Regions from separate parts of the Neogale vison genome. Here region 1 is linked to region 2. Evidence: chromatin contacts called from public Hi-C data. All regions are on one chromosome and are shown on one strand. The core of a region is the stretch at or near the end of the contact, and the rest is flanking DNA. Distances in the headings are between cores, read along the strand shown.

The links. Hi-C and Micro-C count contacts between places; a contact is called where the count stands out from the background.
Region 1: a contact with region 2 is called in a Hi-C map of fibroblasts, with 9 times the contacts expected there. The contact joins the promoter of CREB3L2 here to the enhancer-like site in region 2. A contact is called at or near these places in 2 of 3 Hi-C or Micro-C datasets (fibroblasts and muscle).

The regions. Positions count from the first base shown.
Region 1 is chr4:215,947,989-215,952,097 of ASM_NN_V1, reverse strand. CREB3L2 (cyclic AMP-responsive element-binding protein 3-like protein 2) reads left to right here and starts at 1,675. Exons shown (of 12, transcript XM_044246663.1): 1 at 1,675-1,739.
Region 2 is chr4:215,625,544-215,629,394 of ASM_NN_V1, reverse strand. DGKI (diacylglycerol kinase iota) reads left to right here. Exons shown (of 34, transcript XM_044246660.1): 4 at 2,297-2,371; 5 at 3,638-3,694. Among named protein-coding and RNA genes, the nearest start is that of DGKI, 190 kb to the left of the region's middle. Within about 2 kb of position 2,329, the one cell type or tissue checked has open chromatin away from gene starts, as enhancers often do. A contact at or near this core is called in fibroblasts, where this site is marked.

The DNA.
Region 1 (4,109 bases), core at 426-2,925, 320 kb before region 2:
TTATATTTCCAACAACTTTGATTCCCTTAAGGGAGGAGTCCAGAAAGAAAGAAAAATCACAGTGTTGGGGGAAGACTGTTAGAATAGGCTCTCTCTTCCCTAATCTAGGCAGCCTGGTGATCGGGTCCCTGCCCATCTCTCAGGCCTCCTCTCCCAACACTCACTACACCTGGCGAGTCTTGCTGCAGCCATATGGGGCCTCCCTGTCTGTCAGCAAAACACCAGCTCCTCCCCAAATCTCATTTCATCCAGGTCCCTGCTCAAATGTCACTTTCCAAGGAGCTTCCCTGAGTGCTATCTAAAATAGCACAGAACTGCCTGCATACCCTCACCTTGCTTTTCTTTCTTTTTTATTTTATTTTATTTATTTATTTGACAGAAATCACAAGTAGATGGAGAGGCAGGCAGAGAGAGAGAGGGGGAAGCAGGCTCCCTGCTGAGCAGAGAGCCCGATGCGGGACTCGATCCCAGGACCCTGAGATCATGACCTAAGCCGAAGGCAGCGGCTTAACCCACTGAGCCACCCAGGCGCCCGCTTTTATTTTCTTTATACCAGTTACCCCTTTCTGAAAGTACAGCATGCCACTCACTATTCATTGACTTTGGATTTCAGCTCTGGTCATGATCTTGGGATCATGGGATGGAGCCCCTAGTGGGGATCTGGGCTCAGCATGGGTCCGGTTGTCCTTCTCCCTCTGCTCTTCCCCCATGTGTGCTCTCTCTCTCTTTCTCAAATAAATAAATAAAATCTTAAAAAAATTTTTTTTTAAACATTATGCCCTTTTTCCTTTGTTTATTGCCTGACTCCTCCACGGACATCTAAGTTCTGTGAATTCAAGGTCTTATTTATTTATTTATTTATTTAAGAGAGAGAAGGAGGGGAAGGGGCAGTCGGAGAAGCACACACCCCACTGAGCAAGGAGCCCAATGCAGGGCACTATCCCAGGGTGCAGGACTGGGTCCCAGGACCCCGGCACCGAAGCCAAAGGCAGACGCTGAACTTACTGAGCCACCTGGTGTCCCCGAATTCAAAGTCATAATTCACAGCTCTTGAGGACCTGATGAAGCAAGCCATTGACTTTTATCAATAATGTCTGTAGAGTGAACTGAAAGAAGAAAAAATGAAGCCCATAAAAAAACGTGTCAGGAGAAGAGCATAAGAAAACTAGGGAGAAAAACGTGAGGAACAGACAATGACTATTTGCTAGAAATGTGCTAATACAAATTCACGCACAATGCGGAATATTTATATTTGTGAATACGTAACTAATTTTTTAAAAATGTCAAAACTCAAAGGAGCTAACATACATTAAGAAAATCTTTAAGACCCTATATAAGCATATATAATATTTAAGACAGTATATAAATCTGCCCACACAGCGGCTCTCTTCCCCTCCACAAGCGCGCGAGAACTTTTATGGATTCTAACCGAGGGCACGGAGTTCACCCGCCCTCCTTTATGAAATGTATTCTTGTCGCTATTTGGTTGGCTGTTCCTCCCAGGCGCCCCTTTATCACTGGCCAAGCTCTCAGTCCATCACTCCCAGACTCCAGCACTCCATTGGTCCGCTGCCTCAGAGAGCGGTGGCTGGTCGCGCTCAGGCAGAAGGTGTTCCCCGGTGACGTCAAAGGCTCTCCCCGCCCACATTCCAAAGCCTGGGCAGAGACTTCCCTCTGCCCAGCCTTTCGGAGCGGGACGGGGAGGAAAGCCAGACTTCTGATTGGATAGGGCGGGCGAGGTGAGTATCCGATTGGTCGCTTCCCTAGAAGGAGGTGGAGTCATAGCTGGGTCCTGGAGCCGAACTGAGGAGCCCTGGGGAGCCTCAAAGTTTGTGTCTGGAGGAGTAGCGGAGAGTAGGCTTATTGCGAAGGGATTTTCTTGGCATGAGAGCTGCTCTCCTGCCTTCCTTTTGGATGCGCGCCGTGCTTTAACCCCCGCAGCCTTCAGCCGGATCCCTGGACGGCCTGTCTCCCCCGGCACTTCTCAGACTTCCGAGGACCCCGGACAGGAGCCCTGAGCACTCCTCCGTCGGGCAGAGCAGAGAACGTTTTTTCCTAAGTGCATAAGCTTCACGCACACGCGCACACACGCACACACGCCCCGCGGAGCCGGACCTTACCCTCCGAGGCGGCTCTGCCCGCTCCCCTGCTGCCCTCAGCATCCTCGGCCCAGCGTCCTTCGGACCAGCATGGAGGTGCTGGAGAGCGGGGAGCAGAGCGTCCTGCAGTGGGACCGCAAGCTGAGCGAGCTGTCAGAGCCCGGGGAAACCGAGGCTCTAATGTACCCTACGGTGAGGACTCGCGGGGCGGGGGCCGGGCAGCTGGCGAGGGGGAAGCACTGTCAATAAGGGAACTGCTGGGGACAGGGACGTGGGAAGTCTTTGGGAAGAGGCAGCGATGCCCAGAGGAGATCTAGGGAGAGGTGTGGTTTTTCGATCCGAAGAGATAACTGCGGGCCCCTGGCCCTTTTCAAGTTTCGGTAACAGTAGTGACAGTTCGTATTCCTTTGGCAATTTATAGTCTTTTCCCGAGTCTTTTTCACATCGCAGTGTCATTTGCTCTTGCTGTCAGTACTGTAAAGCCGAAGGGGGTCGTGGTGGAGGATAATGCGCCACTGTCGAGCTTGCTACTGACTTGGTGGGAAGGTTTTTAAAAAGCTAAACCAAGTGGCATTTTCTTTCTTTCGCTGTCAGACTCTTTCTCTCTCTTTACTTTTTGTTTATATTTCAGGAAGTACACGTGTGTGTGCGTATATGTGTGTTTGGGAAAGCCCGTTTGATACGAGGAGAGAGACTGCTTTATTTGGGCTCTTTAACTGTACAGCCAAGCAGTCTGCTTCCTCTCTCTTCAGGGGAAAGATCAGCAAGTATGGAAAATCTGAGGCAGCTGCATATTGCAGAAAAGCTTTGGAGAAGGTGGGACGGCTCACCGGTTCTTTGTTCAGTCTTATGCCTCAGGGACCCCTTTGGGGATTGAAGTGTCACAGGAATTCTGCCCATTTGTTTTAAAAGTTTCAATTTCAAATCATTGGTATTACATTCGCGAAATGAAATTGTTTCCAACAGCCGGCAATGTTAATATGATTTTATGTGAGATCTGTTTGGTTTTTGTTTCTTAGAAATGCCGAAGTTTGTAATGAGGAGAGAGAGAGTGAGAGGCTAGAGAGAGAGATCACTAATGAGAAAACGAGAAGCTTGGCTGTTTCCCCTTCATGATTTTTCTAAGGGGGTCAGTGCCAGGATATTTGAAACTTTTGCAAAATGGCCTGTAGGCTCCACCTCCCTCCTTGGCCTTTGCCTCTGGTTGACGTTATTTTGGGAAAAGGGATGAGGGCCTCCCTGTGATTCCCACCAAGGCACTTGGGATGGCTGAGAATGGCTTGTGCAGGGTGGAGAGGGAGTGGTAGTTCATGCTGGGGCGAAAGCCAGATGTGTACTGTAATCTGGGCTTTGCTCACTGAGGCTTTCCCTGAGGAGACCACATGGGCTTCATTTGCATTGAGGGCCCAGATGTGCTTCCTGTAGTTAGCACAGAGCTTAGAGCACCTTGGTCTTCAAATGTCTTCTGGTGATTGGGTGCTCCAGGTGTTTCTACTGACACGGGATTTGTGTTGGGGGGTGGGCGGCTCTTCTCTTTTGTACTTAAACATACTGTGAAAATGTCTCATCCAGCAGCTGTCATGCCATAGCTTTGGGCCTGTCTTTCAGCTGGTGGCATGAATTAGGCGCAGCCATACAGGTTTCCTTTCAGCCTGTGATTTGCACTTGTGTGATCACGGACTAGGATTTGAGATGCTGCTACCTGTGATTATGACCTTTAAGTCCAGACAGAACCGTTTGCACTGGCTCTAGTTAAGATCTTTCTGCACTGTTACATTCCTTTTGGTATTAAGAGCTCAGTTTTTCAATGTTGTTGTGATGAAGCAGTGATGTGTGATTATGTTTCTTCTACTTTTTTTTTTTTTTTTTTTTAACGACTTTTATGTCTGCCACTTAGGGATGTGTCTCTCCTCTGGGCAGTTCACTCTTGTAAAATGCCACTCATCATTGCTACAAGTCATTGCCAACACACTGTGTATATGAATTAGTGTTGAAAGAGGTATTGGATTT
Region 2 (3,851 bases), core at 1,080-3,579:
TTGGTTTTATAACCTAAAGCACTCTGCTTCATACTTTATCATCTGGAGAACACTGAGCTTGAATTATTCCCCGTGAATGATGTTGGTCTATTTTACATGCTGTCTGGGAAAGCTGAGCGATAACATGTCCTAACACTGTGGTTCTCCAGCTCTTACCAGGAGCCCAGCTCCCTTGTTCAAAAGAGATTCTGACTTAGAATCCTGGGATTCAAAATATGGCAAGGAAGAGGCATTCCGGGTCCCTGCTCCTACGTAGTGCTCTTCCTACAACCATCCGTTTGGTCTGAGATGCCTCACAGGGTCCTCACAGGGTCCCTGGAGCTCTGCAGGTGCAAAGCCAGACTGGAGCAGGGAATTACTCATAAGGAAGGAGGTTAAAAATCCTACTTGCCTACTGTGAGCGCAGTTGCTTCGTCTGCTGCGGAATCCACCAAGGCTTTTGTGGATTAGGAGTAGACTGGAACCCACTGCAGTTTCCTTAGCATCACTGCAACTCTGAGTGGCCAGTGACTCAAATGCCCCATGCATTTTCAGCAGGTGGTGCTACCTCCTCAATCTCTACCAGAACATCCAAAGGAAACGGGAGAGCAACCTGAATTTGCTTATGGGCATTGTGCTCGCGAAAATTTGCAAACTAGAATCCTTTTCCCTTGCCCTGAGAGCTGCCGCTGCTACTACTGCTCCTCCTTGTTCCTCCCCTCCTCTCACCCCCTCTTCCTCCCCCCTGTCTTTTCAGTAGTAGAGCTGAGACATTTTCCAGTAGTGTGGCTAGACACTTGGGTTTCTGTTTTTCTTTGTTCTTTGCAAAATCAATTGATTGTCAAACTTTTGCAATGTTCCAGACCATGTTCTTTCCTCGGGCAGAGGAGAGCTGTCTGCGAGGCGGTAACTAAACCTCAGTCAGCGGGTGTCTAGACTGCAAGCGGAGTTGCTGTAGGGTTCTGGGTGCCTCGTGGGAGGCAGAGAAGAATGTGCATAACCCATGTTGAATGCATGGAACCGTCTGGGAGGGAGCAGGCTGTGTCTGCCGAGTTCCTAACATGGCCGCTTCCAAGGGGAGGGCTTGTAGTCCTTCTAAACTTACTCGGGAGTAGCAATGCCTCAATTCTTGGCTCAAAAATTATATCTCCACAGGGGAAGCCACACATCAGAAGAGGGCAGTTTGCCAGCAATCTCTCCCAGCACCTTTCCTAAGAATAAGGACTCGAGGCTTTTCACACTTGGATGCTTTGAGTCCCCGTTTCACAGATTAGCTTTGTTATATTAAGCCGCTTTCCGTGCTCAAACCCCAGTTACTCATGCGGACCTGCCTTCTAGCCTGGGCTTTGTGGGGAGGCCCCGGTGTTTTTGCGTGGATTTTACGTGGCCCTGGCATGGTCAAAATTGCACCTGTTCCTTTCCTACCCTACTGCTTTTTTTTTTTTTTTTAATTGTTTGAAGAAGTATGCACCTCAAAAAGTATTTTATTGTGCATCGAAACTGGTACTGACCGTCCAAGAGGCCAAATTGGGTCATGCAGACAAGCATGAGCTCCGACCTGGGCTCCCCTGCTCTGCTGGGTCCTCATTATGAGACCTCACACCCCTTGCATTCTGGGCCACAGCTTTCTTATCTGTGAAATGGGAATAAAAGTACTACCGATGTCGTAGCGCTGTCGAAGGTTAAATGAGTTCCTGTTTGTGAAGTGCTTCTGAGTGCCTGACTCCCAGCGAGTCCTGCATTCATGTTAGTGGCTCCTGCTGCTATTTTTTACTGTTTATTGTTATTACCAGGTGGAGGAGTTAGGCTCGTCTTACTACTTTGCTGATGACTTGGGGGAAGACCCAAGTAGCTTTGTAGAGATTCATGCCTGGGATAGAAGCCTAAAGCGATTGGTCCCTTGGGATGTTGGCTCTTGAGCTTAGACCTAATTCTGTATGTTGGTTCTGCTGCTTAACTACTGCGTAAAAATGCAAAAAGATGAAAACAAGCCAAGAAACCCATAAAAATGGAGGCTACTAGTGCCTACGTTATTAGGTTATAAAACTTTAGAAAGATAGAATAAGGAGCCTGGTTCATATTATATGCTCAATATATAGCAGCTATTATAAATATTACATTTTGGAGAAAAGTCTAGCCACCCTAGGTCATCCAGATACAGAGGCAGGGGGTGGGTCAGAAGACTCAAGTTCGCCATATTTTCATGTTCAGCATTTGCTTATGTTTGCTTTCATTATGTATACTCTCTTTAATGCCAGGGAACTTTCCAGAGCAGACTGTTAACATTTCCTCTTGTATTTTGAATTGAATGTTGTAGAAATCGGCCCTGAGGAGGAAGTGTGCGGTCTGTAAGATCGTCGTCCACACTGCCTGCATTGAACAGCTAGAAAAGGTGAGACAGCGCCACCTGCTGCAGTGGTGGCTACATTGCAGGTGTTTGGCCTCCTAAGACCAGCTGTCACTTCTTATTCTCAACTTTTTTCAAAACTGCGCCCTTTTCAAACACTGGAAGACCAGCCTTGTTACCAGGCTAGAGAGAAAAGCCTGGTACACAAGAGTTATATTATTATTTTTTTTATAATGACAAACATTGTTATTCACCCATAGAATTTCCCACAAGATTTTTTTTTCTTTCCTTAAGAAAAATAAGTTCTTTGAAATCATTGTTTAGATTCGCCTGACATTTGTGAGTTTCCTCTTCCTAAAGTGGAGGCAAAGAAGAGAGTCAGACCAGAAGGCAGCTCTCCTTCCTTCCTTGGGGCGGTGTTCCACTGGGTGGGCTGGGGGTGACATCCCCGTGCTGTCTCGCCTCCCGAAGAAGTAGATTCTGCAGAGTCCGTTGATCAGTCATTTGTGGGAAAGGGGAGGCTCCAGGCGTGAATGTGTTGTCTGCCGTCTTCTCCTTCTTGCCTCTCATCTCTTTCTACACGTCAGTCTCCCTGTTACCTATGTTTTTGAGCTGCTGCATGTTGAAATAGTTTCATCCCCTGCAACATTCATTGTTTTAATGACCATGTTACCGATTGTTGCCAACTGCTGTTTTGTAGGGATGGCTACTAACATTTATATGTATATGTGTATACACACACACACACACACACACACACACACACTTTTTTTTTTCTTTTTGCTGTTCCAACCCCATTTACTATGTCCTCCTTCATTTCTATATTCCTTTCACCTTCTCAAGTAACTAAAGAAGGTGGACATGTTACCGGGAGACCTGCCTGTGTGTAAAAGAAAGGCAGTACTGAAGACTTAAAGAAAATTTCTGTGTGTGAATTATCATCATCACAATTCCTCAAGTTGATGTTTTCCTGCTTTTAAAATCTGAAACAAAGCTCCGTAATTTCATCTGCCTTACATATTTTCTCTTCCTCTCTATCTCCTTTTCTCAAATTTACAGTGTAAGGGGGTTATTATTTAGAGATAAGTTGATTTCATCAATGAGAATGAAGAGACATGCATTGGAGATACAGAATCACCTGGGCTCTCTATGATTATCTAGGGTGATGATTTTAAGAGTTATACTGTGTTCCTTGTTCTTTGGGGGTTTTGTTTTGTAGTCTCCATATGTGTCACTATTGCTTTGTTCAGGTAAGTCAGTATAGTCTGGTGCTTATCCCTAATGTAATACACTTTTCTTTTTAAATGACAGATTAATTTCAGATGTAAACCGACATTTCGAGAAGGGGGCTCAAGATCACCGAGAGAAGTGAGTGTTTCAGAGCTTGACTTCAGATACCACCTTTATTTCTCATTGATGCACTGGTCTAACAGGCGTTCACCAGGGATTTAAAAACTAAAGTCTAGCTCCCTCCATTCCACATTGGTTTCTTGTTAATACATCAATAAATGCCCTGAGTAAAATC